Linked DNA regions of Arachis hypogaea: region 1 is linked to region 2. The links are chromatin contacts, called in public Hi-C maps. All regions are on one chromosome and are shown on one strand. The core of a region is the stretch at or near the end of the contact, and the rest is flanking DNA. Distances in the headings are between cores, read along the strand shown.

What was found. A called contact is a pair of places that touch in the nucleus more often than the background predicts.
Region 1: a contact with region 2 is called in a Hi-C map of an unstated tissue, with 5 times the contacts expected there. The contact joins the enhancer-like site here to the promoter of LOC112770638 in region 2. A contact is called at or near these places in 2 of 8 Hi-C or Micro-C datasets (leaf and an unstated tissue).

What each region holds. Positions count from the first base shown.
Region 1 is chr18:105,973,948-105,977,596 of arahy.Tifrunner.gnm2.J5K5, forward strand. It overlaps LOC112770988 (citrate synthase, mitochondrial), which reads right to left. Exons shown (of 21, transcript XM_025815522.3): 16 at 3,306-3,413; 17 at 2,716-2,766; 18 at 2,116-2,189; 19 at 1,972-2,023; 20 at 1,750-1,843; 21 at 1,459-1,656. The coding sequence ends at 1,757. Among protein-coding and RNA genes, the nearest start is that of LOC112771379, 6.8 kb to the left of the region's middle. Within about 2 kb of position 1,829, at least 2 of the 3 cell types and tissues checked have open chromatin away from gene starts, as enhancers often do.
Region 2 is chr18:105,881,058-105,884,986 of arahy.Tifrunner.gnm2.J5K5, forward strand. It overlaps LOC112770638, which reads right to left and starts at 2,676. Exons shown (of 4, transcript XM_072226107.1): 1 at 2,224-2,676; 2 at 1-149. The coding sequence starts at 105.

The sequences.
Region 1 (3,649 bases), core at 579-3,078, 92 kb after region 2:
AGTAGTGATAACAGTATTTTTTGGGAGCAAAAAATGTCCCACAAACACAAGTTCAAGTGAAGTAGTAACATTCAACAAGAAAGCAATACTAAGAATCTCTAAATCATTCTAAAAAAATTCCTTTTCTTGAACATTTTGTCAAAATAAAAAAACAGATAAAAAAAATTCAACCATAGCAAATGAGAAAAAATGAGAAAAAGAACCCACCTGAAATGCTGGAAAGACAAGAGAAGCAAAATAAACACCCAAAAAATTTTGGAAGCACCAAAGCAATGATAAAAAAAATTTCTTGGAAGCAAAAGAATACGGTGGAAAGGGAAGTGATGAAAATGAAGTCACTCTGACAAAAGAAGGAAAGAAACTTAGAGGAAAGCAGTTTCAGTGAAATGTGAAAAATTTTTGTACGGAGAAGGAGAATTTGTATGAAGAAGCTAATATAGTTATAAGGACAAAGAGATAAAATCATCATGCTTTAAATGCTGCACAATTACCAAGGAAAATAAAAAAGTGTGCAAACGATTACAAAAATATGAAATGTTACATCAATCAAAATCACGCCAAGATAACCGACTTCTTCTAATAAATCTCATCGAAAAACCGACTTGAAGTAGTAGCAAAATAATAAGATTTGAGTACCAACTACACGACTCGGTATTATTCATACCCTGACCCACAGCTAATGCCAGTACTAAAAAGCCCAATTCAAAGAATTTAGGAAACATATCTTACTAAGGTTATTCAATTTGACTAAAGCTTGGATCCCTAAGTCCAAACTCGTTTCGACTTGCACGATAAGAAAGTCCTCTCAACTACACTAATGTGCATGTCTACAAACTCGCCCACTATTCGAAATATGAGATAACAACTCCTTCCTAAACAATAGAAAATAACTACCCATCACTCTAAGTAGGAAAGTTCCAAAGTGATAATTAAGTCATCATTCCTATTATATAAATACCTCATCACACACAGATTTTTCTCAACCAACTTAAATATCAAAATTTCTCCCTTACAGATACCATATCAAAATTTCTCCCTTACAGATACCATCCCCATTCTCACTCAGACTTCACCTTACTAAAAAAGACATCTAAGGAGTGGACCTTAGGCCAAATCATGCCAGTCTCACATAATTCACGGAACAGTAGCATTGTACGATAATATATTACCTGTGATTATAAAATTAGAACTGCCTATTAGAATTAAGCAAGCTTTTTAATATATTTTTTCACAACTCTAGGATCATATTTGCACATTTTTGGGTGAATTACAAAATCCATCAAACCATATTTTCAATTTTTTAACTAATTACAAAAATTATTACAATCGTTTCATTTTCACATTTCACATTTGGGGCCTAAAAGGCTAAAGCATCCCTTTTTTTTTTTTAATATATTTTGTGGTATCTTGTAATGTATACTCTTTATTTATAATAGAGCCAAAGAAAGCACAGAATGATGCTGTTTCAAATCTAACTCCTCGAAGTAAATACTTGTTATTGATCACTAGCCGAAGGGTTTAATCCCATTTTGAAATTTATGAAAGGAGATAACCCCAAAACAATAGTAATTCCTTTATTCTGAATGCTCCCTGAAATCTAATTTATGCAGCTCAAACGTGGCGAGACAACTGCGTGGGTGATAGAACACCATTTACCTAAACCAAAAAACTTATGAAACAACTCAGGGACTTGTGCCCAGCTAATGAATATTCCTCTTTTTTTTTTTTTAAATTGTACCCAGATTTTACCATATGATTATTTGGCACACAATTGCTCTAGTTTCTCCAATGTAACACTTTTGGGCCTTTCGAGTGGCATTCCAAGAGCTCGGTCCCATATCAACTGTAATGCACCATAAAGAAGCCATAAAGAAGAGTGATGTTAAGCTTACGCAACACCAAGTCCAAAAAAAAAAAAAAAAAAAAGCTTACGCAACAAAAAAAGTGTATAGCTAACGAAGCACAACTAACCTGAGGGCCAACTCCAACAGCTCGCGACACGCCAAAGAGAACAGTATAATAGCTGCCGAAAATATTCAGCAGATCATCAGATTCACCATTATTGCAAAATGAAAATCATCACAAGTGAAATATGCAAGAGAAGTAACAACGTACTTTTCCTCGGTAAGACCATAGTAGTTCAGTAGCACTCCACTGTGAGCATCAACATTAGGCCATGGGTTTTTAACCTACCACCATAGAATATCTCAAATTTAATCACTATAAAAGGAAAAATTACCTTAATAGCAAGATAGCAAAGAGTACAGCTATATATGGTTCATCAATTAAACTGCGAAAATCATAGTTTATTCAATATATATATATAAGAAAAAGTATAAATAGAACACAGACAGAACAAAACTAAAACGTGAACCAGTGTATCCAGATTCAAGGATCAATCGTGTGGGGCAAGAAATAAGCAAAGTAAATAGAATGGAACAAAAACAGAACTGCATGGTTGCTACAGCTCTCCATCATTTAAATATATATTACCTCTTTCTTTTGAACTAAGAAACTTTAGAAATGAAATTTACCAAGAATGGCGGAGTGATGCCATTGAATTAGAAGTTTCCAAAAGGTCAACAAAGCACTTTAAATTCATTATTCTATGGGAATGCTTATTGATTACCAATAGACCATTGACTACCGTAAGTCATTAAGCATAGACCACCTTGTATCAGAATGTTTATCAAAAGATAACAAACACAACATTACCTTGCCTAACTTGGTGAGAATAGGAGGCACAACCTCTTTTATTTTTGACACCTGAAACAGTGACAGTCAAATTAGATTTTGATGAAACTAGATGTAACAAATGGTATCTAAATGGGGAAAAGAGACGAAACAGTAGCCGAAACTGAGATTTAAATCAAAACCAGTGTGGCCTCCTAAACTATAAAATTTGAGAGAAAAATGAAAGAAACTGTGATAGTATCAAGCTTTCCAGAGAGTTGATTCTCCTATTCCAACAGTTTAAATGATTCCCTCACCATCTCCTGCACCCTAAATATCCTCCTCCCTCGCCTCAATCATGAGAATCCCACCCCCTCCCCCCTAACTTGCCATTTGGAAGGTTAGTTACAACATTTGTTCGCTCATTAACTCCCCTAGTCCCCGTTATCCACTTCCTATGTTTTCTCACATATATATACGCATAAGGTGGTGCTTCCCCTAATATAGCACTATAGCATCCTATGAACCTTCTATCCCACTCCCCTCTTTAAGGTGAGTAATATTATATTACTAAAACGGGAAAGTTCTCCAAAGCAATAGAATAATATTGATATTAGGAAATAAACAATTACCAGCTGGAAATATGGATCATTTGGCAAATGCTTCAAAGCAAACTCCCTCTGGCATGTGTATCTTGGATCTGTTTTGCGCAAAACACCATGTCCGTATCCAGGAATAACCTGGCGATCCAAAAAAGAATAGCCAATACCTATTAACAAATTTCCAATACTTCTCATTGCACTTACTCTAGTTACGAAAACAACCTTTATTTTGGAAGTATAAAAAATTGTCCCCTAGTTCTTTTCAAATATTTTACAGAAACTTCCTGTTAGGAAACACTTGTTTTGTAAGACAAATACAAGGGATCAAGAGAACAAGAGTCAATAACGCTAGATATGAAAATCTAAATGGATTT
Region 2 (3,929 bases), core at 1,426-3,925:
TTTCCTGCCCCATCTCTTGAAGGAACCAGAAGAACCTGGATTCTTAGCTGTCGTACTTCGCTTCCCATTTTCTTCTTTTGCTTTTGCTGTGTGAATTGTACTCATTGATATCCAAACTACTCAACACCACACTGGGAGTAGTAATTCTCCTAAACTTTGAATAGCACACCATCATGACATGGTTTTAGATTTGAGAATGAATTCTAATTTCCATATTTTATGTTTTATATTGTCTTAACTAAAAATCAGTTAGTTAGTTAGTTACAATTCAGTGATGTTGGGTTCAATGGACTGTGTGTTGAGGCTAATATCATTCATTGAGACATTATATCAAACATTTGGTAGGCACAAATTAATATTAAAGCTTTTGAGGGCAAATACCAAACCTAGATTATGTTGTTTTTAAGGAAAAGGTAAATGATTATTTTCCTTGTCACTTGCTGCTGCAAAGGTGAAGATCCACTTCCTCCGAGAATGTCTCTCTCTAAGTTTTGTTGCAACTTGCAACACACAAACAGGAGAGAGAGAGAGAGAGAGAGAGAGAGAGAGAGAGAGGAGAACCTCAGTGAATGACACGTCAGAGAATTAAGGCCTGTGGGCCGTAAATTGGGTGATTTTCTTTTTTGTATACTGGGCTCATTGGTTACTTTACTTTTGTTATGTCCAAAAACCTTAAAGCACAATTCCTAGTTTCCAACTTTTGTTATTTTAAAATTTAAATCAAGGTTCTGAGAACCGGACCGATCATCGAACCATTCTAATCATTGGTTCATTGGTTTACTGGTCCAACCAGTCCAACCGTGGTTCAACCGAAAAACCGTTTTAGAATAAAATAATAAATAAATTATAAATAAACATCCTAAAATATAATTATAGTCTAATATAAATCTTAAAATATCTTCCAAATTTAAAACACTACATGAAATGTCATCAACCAAAGCTACATGATCTTATCAAAATACAAACTCAAACGTTAATAAGTAAACAAGACAAGAGAATGTCCTGAAACCAAAAAGTTATAATAACTTTAATAAGGAGATAATTGAGAACCATAGATGGTAAACAAATTCATGTGAATGGTGGTCACTTTATAATAATAAATTAAAGACATTGCACATCATCCTAGCAACAAAATTCTGGTTCCAACAAGACACTAAATCATGTCTTGCAAGTTCAGCACAAAGCTTATGTATATTTGCTAATCTCTCTTTCACATCCCATTACTCACTCCCACAATTCGTTGTATATGATATGATTTCCAAACTCACCTGTTACTCTTGCACAAACTGAATGTCTGATCAAAATGTTTTGTTTATTCCTCTAGTCATTATTCCCCAAGCAATACTAGCAGGTAGGAGTGGGAACAATCCACATCCCTCCACAGTTTCATGGTTTATGTTCTTACTTTATCAATTATAAATTCCTACAAACTTGTTTGGGTAGGAATAATGTAGGATAGACCAACATTTCACTTCAAATTAGTCTATATTATTTTTTATTTTTCAGTTGATGGTTTCAATGTTTACTTCGTGTACTTAATTTGCGTAAAATAAAGTGGCATTCTATCCCCAGAAGCACTTTTCCCACAACTATTTCAGTTCATCAATATTACATTCTCATAATCTGACTATGCAAAATTTTAAATACAAATAATATTCAATTGGGAGTGATCAAGCATACAATCATTTCTGTAGTCAATTTATCAAGCTTCAAGTCCTCAACAGCTTCACAAACTTTAATGTCAAGAACAATCAGTGAAATTAAAAACATGAAGCATAGAATAAATCAAAAGATCACCAATTGCAAATTTTTTAATAAGAACAGAATCTAAGAACAATGAAAAATGAAGAAAGATTACCAGTTTTCAACCCAATTTTAACAAAGCTCATCACAATAATTAACAACAACAAAAAGCACTGAAGGAACAGTGAGTCAGTAACATAGGCAGTGCAAATTTAAAATTTATCATCAAATACAATCAGTGAGCAAAGCCAATCAACCAAGCACTGAATGAGCATTCTCTTCTGATTCTGTGACTGGGAAGCAACAAATTCAAGTTACAGCAACAAATTTAACAAATCCTAGTAAAGTCCCGAATTACAACAACATTCAGATCAGCAACAAGGCAAATTTATTGATTAGCAATTCAGCAACATGCAAAAATACAGGGAGAAGGGAAATCTGGAAAAGAGAGAACAGAGAAGCGATGGTGCACGGACTCACCAACGGTCGACGGCGAGTCGGCTACCACCCCACGGAAGGCGACGAAGCAAGAGACAACCCCACGAGTTGCTTCTGCCGCCGGCGACGAGACAGACGAACCACGAGATGCCAGTGACTGAGACGAGACTCGAGTGAGACTGGGAGGCAGAATCGAGCAAAGCCAACACGACGCGCAGCAACCAACACGCACAGCTCGAGCACTCACTGGCGGAGGGAGGCGCGAGCAGCCGAGCACAGAGGAGAGAGGCGAGATGCGAGCACACGACGCGGAGGATCCGGCGAGAGGCCCGAGAGCACGAAGACGGAAGTTCTTGAGTACGACGGACGGCGCCGCAGTCTCTCACTCCGACAGACGGCGACAACGATTGGTGGAGGCTAGGGTTTGCTTTCTTTGGTGGAGGAAGTAGTTGAGGAAGGAGGGATAACGTGTGCAACTGCAATCCCTTTTTCCCTTTCAAGGAAGGAAACGACGTTTTTTTTTAACCGGCCGGGTTCTGGTCCGGTCCGACCGTCCGGTTCATCAGTTCTCGAGCGATTTTGATTGGGCGGTTTTACACACTGACTCGGATCATTTCTTTGCTGGTTTCTAGTTGAACTGATTCGATCGGTCAGTCCGATTCGATTTTCATAACATTATTCTAAATACTTTATTGAAAGAGTGGTATTTTCTTGACAAAAAAAAAAAAAGAGAAAGAGGTATCTGTTTTCTATTTTTGATTTGGAAATAATAATTAAGTAATTGGCTAACGACAAACCCTTAAATAAATCTCAGTACCACGGCGAATTAGTCCTTAGCCTATCAGGATGAGGATACTGTGAGAAACAAAAAAAAAACGTATTAAGTATTAACAGAGACCTTCATTCAATCTCCTCAATTCATTCAATGGTTCAATACAAAAGTTATATTATTTATTTATTTATTTATATAAAAAATATTATATATACACAAAAAATTAATACCAATTTAGTAATATTTATTTATGTATAAATATATGTGGTGTTTAATTTATTTTTAATATATATTTTATATTGCAATATGTATGTTGTATAGATGATTAATTTTTTGTATATACCTAATATTAGGGCTGGAAGTAAGTCAAGCTAGCTCATCGAGCTCGACTCGTTAATAGCTCGATAAGCTAAGCTCGTGAGCTAATGAGCCAAGCTTGAGATTGGAATTGAGCTCATAAATTAAATGAGTCGAGCTTGAGCTTGGATAAGCTCAGCTCATTAGCTCGTGAGCTGACTCGATTATATATATATAATTATTAATACACATATCCTATATGCATTTAATCAATATTTTGAATATTATATATATACATATGACATAGTACTATATAATTATATATATTAATGATCTTACTTATTTAAAATTTCATATTTATTTTTTACATATAATTTTGATATAGGACATAAATAAAAATTTTATAATTTATTGATAGATAACAATATATAAAATTGATTTTTTTAATATTTTTTAAAATATATAAGTTATAATTTATTGATATAGAATTATAGATTATGTATTTATGTTTCTATTATTTGAGCCAGCTCGTGAGCTTTTGGTGAGACGAGCTTGAGCTTAAGAAATAGGCTCGATTGTTTATTTTGAATATTATATATATACATATGAAATAGTACTATATAATTATATATATTAATGATCTTACTTATTTAAAATTTCATATTTATTTTTTACATAT